Regions from separate parts of the Mus musculus genome. Here region 2 is linked to region 1. A link is a contact called in public Hi-C data. All regions are on one chromosome and are shown on one strand. The core of a region is the stretch at or near the end of the contact, and the rest is flanking DNA. Distances in the headings are between cores, read along the strand shown. Region 1 has its middle 83 kb from the start of Gm11418. Region 2 has its middle 58 kb from the start of 5530401A14Rik.

What was found. Hi-C and Micro-C count contacts between places; a contact is called where the count stands out from the background.
Region 2: a Hi-C map of cerebral cortex shows a contact between it and region 1, with 1.8 times the contacts expected there. The contact joins two enhancer-like sites. A contact is called at or near these places in 2 of 484 Hi-C or Micro-C datasets (cerebral cortex and nephron progenitors) and 1 of 9 other capture datasets (embryonic stem cells).

What each region holds. Positions count from the first base shown.
Region 1 is chr11:81,668,815-81,672,090 of GRCm38.p6, forward strand. It overlaps a transcript of Asic2 not described here. Among named protein-coding and RNA genes, the nearest start is that of Gm11418, 83 kb to the left of the region's middle. Within about 2 kb of position 1,762, at least 7 of the 459 cell types and tissues checked have an H3K27ac peak or open chromatin away from gene starts, as enhancers often do. A contact at or near this core is called in cerebral cortex, where this site is marked.
Region 2 is chr11:81,801,410-81,804,685 of GRCm38.p6, forward strand. It overlaps a transcript of Asic2 not described here. Among named protein-coding and RNA genes, the nearest start is that of 5530401A14Rik, 58 kb to the right of the region's middle. Within about 2 kb of position 1,477, at least 14 of the 459 cell types and tissues checked have an H3K27ac peak or open chromatin away from gene starts, as enhancers often do. A contact at or near this core is called in cerebral cortex, where this site is marked.

The sequences.
Region 1 (3,276 bases), core at 512-3,011:
TCTCCTGTGGGAATAAGGGTAGAGCTGCACTTTTTCATTGGGTATGCAAATGGAAGGTGGTGTCATTCTGAAAAATTCTACAACCTGCTGACTAAGCCAAAGTGGGTGGGAGGGAGTCTTTAGGATCGCAGATATAGGGACGAGGGTACAGCATGGTAATATTAATCACTCATGGGCTTCTATGAGAATTTTAAGGGAACTCACACAGATACACATAAACACATCAGACACATCTCTGTGCTAATGTCTTTGGTATGCTGATATGATCCTATAAATATCATGTTCATCTATGCCCCGGCATACATGTTGTCATTTCTTTAGTTTATTAACTGTTTGGGTTGACTTTCCCCTCTGCTCTTTTCAGCTCTATAGAGAGATCACGCAGAACAGCATTGCCCTTACAATGCTTCTTCATCTTACTTACAGAAGTGGAAACTGAGGCTTGCAAAGGAGCTATGTGTCTGGTCTACTAAATTATTCATTCTATAGACTTCACATTCAGTGCTTACAGAATGACAGGTCCAGGGCTAGGGTCATCTTCTATTGTGAAAAATAGAGATGGATAAGGCTACCAAAGTCCAAAGGATGCTATTGCACGGAGAAGAACGTATTTCAAGGGAAGCATTATCACACTGGGGAGAATGTTATTACATATGGCTGTGGGAACAGAGTGGAGAGGGCTCCCACACAGATGGAGGAAATGAGGGATGACTTTCAGAGCAGGTGATGGAGGAGTTACCTCCTGAGTTGGAGCTCCCCAAAGGACAGAGCTGAAGGTACGTGGGCAGATGGAGAGGGTTCTTTGATGCACTTCAATAGGCTGCTTTCCAAGGCACCTGCTCCTATTTCCAAATGTTCCAAAACATGGAAGTGTTTTTTTAAAAAGTAGAGGGGGAAAGGAGATGGATAATAAAAGTCAGAGATCACGGAGGGAGGGAAATGAGTGAAATCCACACTTTTTGTGCCCAACCTGTGGTGGTATGTTGTGTATCTGCTTAACCCCGTCAATATTCCAATCATTTCCATTGATAAAGAATTTTCTCCTACCACTTCTTTATAGTATTAAAGGGAATAGCCATTCATGTTCTCTATCCACGAGTTAGAGAGGGGCAGTTTCTCCCTTCAGACCACCCTTTTGCACCAGAGGCAAAACTCCCAATGGCCTACACTCATGCCAGGGCATTGAATGACATCCCTGGCAGAGTATATTAATGAAGCCTTTAACCAGTCTCTGAATTTGCTGAATCTTCATCTTCACTTGAAGCTAGACGAGGCTTGATTTTTAATTCACCTCACAGAGTCATAAAGCAAATCAGAAACATCAACTTCTGATAATCTTTCTGCAGGCTCTGCAAACCTGTGCCCTCGACATCAGCTGCTGAGCTGATGCTGGCCCAAGGGCAGCCTCCTTGCCACCCTCCCCTCCCCAGTGGAGGATGCTCCAACTAGGCTACAGAGCAGACTACACCAGAAGCTTTAAGAATAGTGATGCCCGCATCACCTCCCAGAGGAACTGATGTCACTGGGCTCTGGGCACAGAGTTTCTCAGAAACTGTCCGGCATTGTGGGCAGCTGGTCAGGGCACCCTTCCCCAAAGAGCATCCATCCCTAAAGTGCTCATGTGTCCTTTTGATGCTTGCCTGGTGTGATCTGCCTCTTTGTATTTCTAGGTTTTATTTGGGGTGGGTGGGGATCTCTGCAGCCTCAGGATCTCTGAGTCTCTCTCTCTCTCCTTGTTCATGTCTTGCTCTTCCCCCGCCTTCAGCTGTGCTGAATTCAGAGTGAGGAGGCAGCGCACAGCTTAGATGGGTGTGGCTGCCTACTTAGCAATGGCTTCCCTCTCAGGAAGAAGAATCATCAAAGGAATGCAAAGGCAATTTTGGAGACAGTAAATCCTTGGTTCAGATTTTAGCCTAGATCCTCACAGTCTCTAGAAACTCCGTGGGCCTCAGTCAGTTTCCAGTCTGTTGAGGGGGTTGGCATAGCTATTTATTTATGTCTGGGAAGCTCATCTAAAACCTAGTGACAATGCAGCACAAGCTGGTAAGCTCACTAGATGGATAAAAGCATATATACTATCAAGCCCGAGGACCTCAATTTGATCCCTAAGACCTGCTTGGCAAGAAGAGAAAAGCCACCCTTGAGAAGCATGCATGTGTTACAGGAGGCACAATCCCCATATACTCACACACATACATGTGTATAAATGAATAAATAAATGTAAAATCTTTTAACACGACACTACTTGTTGTTTATATTTTTAATTAAACTCTTCATTTTGCTTAAGAATCCAAAAGTTTGGCCTGACTCAGCAGGATTGTCCAATCTCTCCTCTGATCAATAGGGTACCCTGAAGGCTGTGGCACCATCAGAAACCTCCTTCAACTTCATGTCTGGTGTGTAGGCTGAACTCAGGGTTGGAACAACACATCTATATATTGACTTAAAACACTGAATGCGAGAAAAGGCTACATCTGTCTCACTCTAGCCTCTGAGGGTATGTAGACCCCTCCACTCCATTGTCTTCAAGGAAGTCACAAATGTCCTTTGGATTTAAGGGCTGAGAAAATAAGATTTTGAGAAGATCTGGTAGAGTTGGAATTATTGCAGCCACTTTGGAAGAATATAATCTTCCAACTGTGAATAGTAATATTCTACTATAAAATAGACTATTCTAATGATTAAAAATGCAACCTAGACTCTTCACCTAAACCAATTAGCTTATATTATTAACAAACTGTTTGCATTATCATATCACTGGCATCCCATAACAACTGTATAAAGCAGACATTATGGCTTCCTTTTACAGAACCAAATACTTGGTCTAGAAGACATCTTAGGCTATTTGTATAGTGAATTGCAAGCTGGGATTTTAAGTTCACTGTGGCTCTAAAGTACATGCAACCAGAATACTGTAGGAGTCATTTGGTAATTTCCAGGAGGTACACAATCACAACTAAGGTGAGGTTGGAGAGATCTTATAGGTCAAGTTTGAAGTGCTGCTAAATATGCTGCCCCTATACATAGGATGTCCCACAAGAAGGTGTGATCTAACCTATAGTCAGAAGAGCTAAGACAAGAAAGACAAGCTACCTCTAGATGGTGCTGTTACAATCACTACCAAGTAGACATTACTTGGTGCCATTCCCATCTCCTGCCCCTCCCTTCACCTGCCATTCCAGTTTTGTTGTTTTTGTTGTTGTTGTTTTGTTTTTCCTAGAAAGACCTCTGCAATGTATTTGCTCTAGTTTGGGATGAATCACAGTGCCTAGAACT
Region 2 (3,276 bases), core at 227-2,726, 130 kb after region 1:
ACTCGGAAGGTCACAATCCTGGTTCGGTGTTTACTGTGACCTGGTTGAAGTCCTAATGACTTTGGAACCAAAAGGCTCACGTTATATTTTTGCCCTGATCTTGCAGGTGACAGGACCAGATCTCTTACCTAGTCATTTCCAATTATTAATGAAATTTAGAGTCATGAAACATTGGACCCAGGACATCACACATACTAAGCAAACGATCTACCCATGAGCTATATCTCTAGGTCTCTTTTTACTTTTAATTTTGAGGTAGGCTCTCACTAAACCACATAGGCAAGCCTTGAATTTGCCATAAACAGGCAATTCTCCTGCCTTGTTTTGCTGGGATCTCAAGCCTGTGCCATCAGGCTCAGCTCCATAGACTTTATTGAGATCATCCTCATTTTGCTGTTGTAGAAATGAAGCCCCTGCAGCTAATAATCCCAGGACTCTTGCCATTAGCAGTGGTGTCTTGCTGACCCACTATGTGTCAGATGCACAGTAGCAGCTCACTTTGTGCCACTCACTCAAGCTCCCCCTTTATCATCGTACTCAGAAATGGGTAGGATTTCCTGCCCTTGAAGTTTAGTGACTTTGTCTTTGTTGAAGGTCTGACCCACATTAACCCAGTGACTTTCCCTTCCCATTCACCATCCAAGACGACAATGATGCCCCCCCCCCACTTTGTCCCCATGTCTATTCCAACAGATCCTAGTGGAAACCTCTATCCACCGTTCACAGTTTTTAGCTTCCCAGCTCCTGCCTCCATAAGAGCTGAGGGAGCTCAGAGCAGACTGCTGAGGCAATTATATCATCCTGCTCATGGAAAGCTCAGCAGGCTGAAGCAGGGCACTGGGATATGTGCTCTGCATGTGCTATGTGGTGTGTGTGTGTGTGTGTGTGTGTGTGTGTGCACGCTCTCCCATGTGAGCGCTCGTGCGCGCGCGCATACACACACACACACACACACACACACACACACACACACACCACGAATATCAGAGCATCCACAGAGGCCAGGGATCAACTTCAGATGTCCTTCCTCAGGTACCATTCACCTCAGATTTTTTAAGAGTCTCTCCCGAGGTTAGAGCTTGCTAAGTAGGCTAGGCTAGCCAGTGAGCATCATGGGTTCCCCTGTCTCACTTTTCCCAGAGGTGGTTTTACAAGCCTGTTCCACCATGCTTGCCTTTCTATGTGGGTTCCAACCTGAGTCTTTGTGCTTTTGATGCAAGCTTTTTTCTGACTGAGCCATCTCCCTGGCCTAGGATACAGGGCTTTAATGGTCTACCTCAGTATTTAGCCCAGAACACTTCAGTCTCTTTTCCAGCTAGCAACTGGAGGTGGGGCAGACTCGTCAGCTAGGTGGCTTGGCACTTCTGGCCCAGGAAGTGCCCATCTGCCTGCACATGGCTCTGCTCCTTCAGTGCCTTACAGGGACTCACCATATGGCAAGACAGCAAACTCCAGCCATAAAACAAGCAATAAAACCCACAGCACAACCTGTCTGGATGAAATCTGGCAAGAGGACTCAGGCATGTAGCTAAGTCAACAGTATGGAACCAGGCTGCCCCACAGGGAGCTAAGCTCCTTCTTGGGCTAAGGGAGGCATGGGCAGCCTCAGTTGGAAGCAGGGGAGGTAGGGTTAAGCTTTTTAATATACAGATCCCAGGGTCCCCCTACTAAAAATAGTGCCTCGTTCTAGAATGTAGCTCAAACACCTGCATTTATTTATATAACAGTTCCAGGATGATGCAGAGTACAGCCACTTGAGAAACAATCTGCAGATCTAAGGGACATAAAATAAGTCTGACAGTTTGGGCTTTATAATTTAAGTTTAGCCCTGTGGTTTGGAGAGAGCTTCAGACTAGTGTACATGTGTCTTAGAGCCTGTGTTTCCCTATTGATAACAAGTACTAAATCCTCATTTTCTACAACAGTCAACTATCACTATGTCTGTCCAAAGAAATGAATGAGCTAATGAATGAATGATGCTGTCAAATGAATTACAGCATGAACCAGAGATTGCCCCCATAGGACCCAGCAGCCTCCACTGTGATTTGAGGACCAGTGACCCTAAATGATACCTAAAGCAGACTCTGGGAGAATTAAGGCTAACTTGGACAGGAATTGTCATGGCCCTTGTGGGTGTTCCTCAAGGCCAGTTCCTGTGCAAACAGAGAGGATGCTGGAAAAGGACTCCAAGCTGCCTGCTCTTTTCTTGACCCCAGGTGGTGTCCTTTCTAAAAGAGTGGGCCAGAAACCCTCTCCAGCATGGTGCCACAATGCTCAGAACAAATCCAGGTGTCCTGCCTCACTCCTGCTGACTGCTGTCTTGGGGCCCACCCCACTCTACTGTCTTTCATTCCTGCTTCCCTGCAGGATGCTTTGCAATATGCAGACTTCTCAAAGGATGCCCGGCAGCACACAGAGCTCAAGCAGACTGGATCCACAGCAAACAAGGGAGTCAGTTGAAAAGATTTCATGAGGCAGCAAGCCATGCCGCCCTTCTGCTTTTGTTTGTGAGGTTGTTGGCACAGTGACCCACCTAGTCCAAATCAGAAAAGGCACCAAGATGCCTAGAGACCTCTGTCCTAAGTCTGGCCCCTTCTTCATTGGGGGAAGGGCTCTGGGCAGTGCAAAGCCTGAAGGAATATACTTCTCACACATGTGTGAACATGCACTTACACACTCACACACGTGGATGCACACATGAACATGTACATATATGCACGCACACACAGATACACACTCACATACCAACTCTTGCAAGCAGCAGTTTGTGGGTTTCTGTGCTGTTCTTCATGAGGATGACAGAAAACTTTATCAAGATGAGGAGGAAGCTGGTGACCAAGGGACTTGAAAGGAACTCTCTGGAATGACTTAACTAAGTCAGGACACACCTCTATGCATACAGTGACACAAAACCCAGTGAACCAGGTGTGGTAGGACTCCCTCAATCTCATCGTAGTAAGGGGCTTTGACAGAATCATTCTACGGGGATAGCATTCAAACTTCTGTCTCCAACCTTGACCTTGTGATGGGCTTCCAACAATCTGTATCAGAGGCTTAATTGGGAGAGAGAGAGAGAAGCGAGGGACAGGCTAGCATTCTTTTCTGTGGATAGGAGCTGTGAGCCTCAGAAGTCATTTTTATTCAAGACAGAGAAACATGGTGTAAGTAATAATAAGCCCTGGGCCTGGAGCTCATAGAGTTACAGGAGCTTTCAAATTTGGAACCTCAATCGATGTTCCTTGCCCTGGCCCATACCTCACGAGGAGAGGAGCGTAG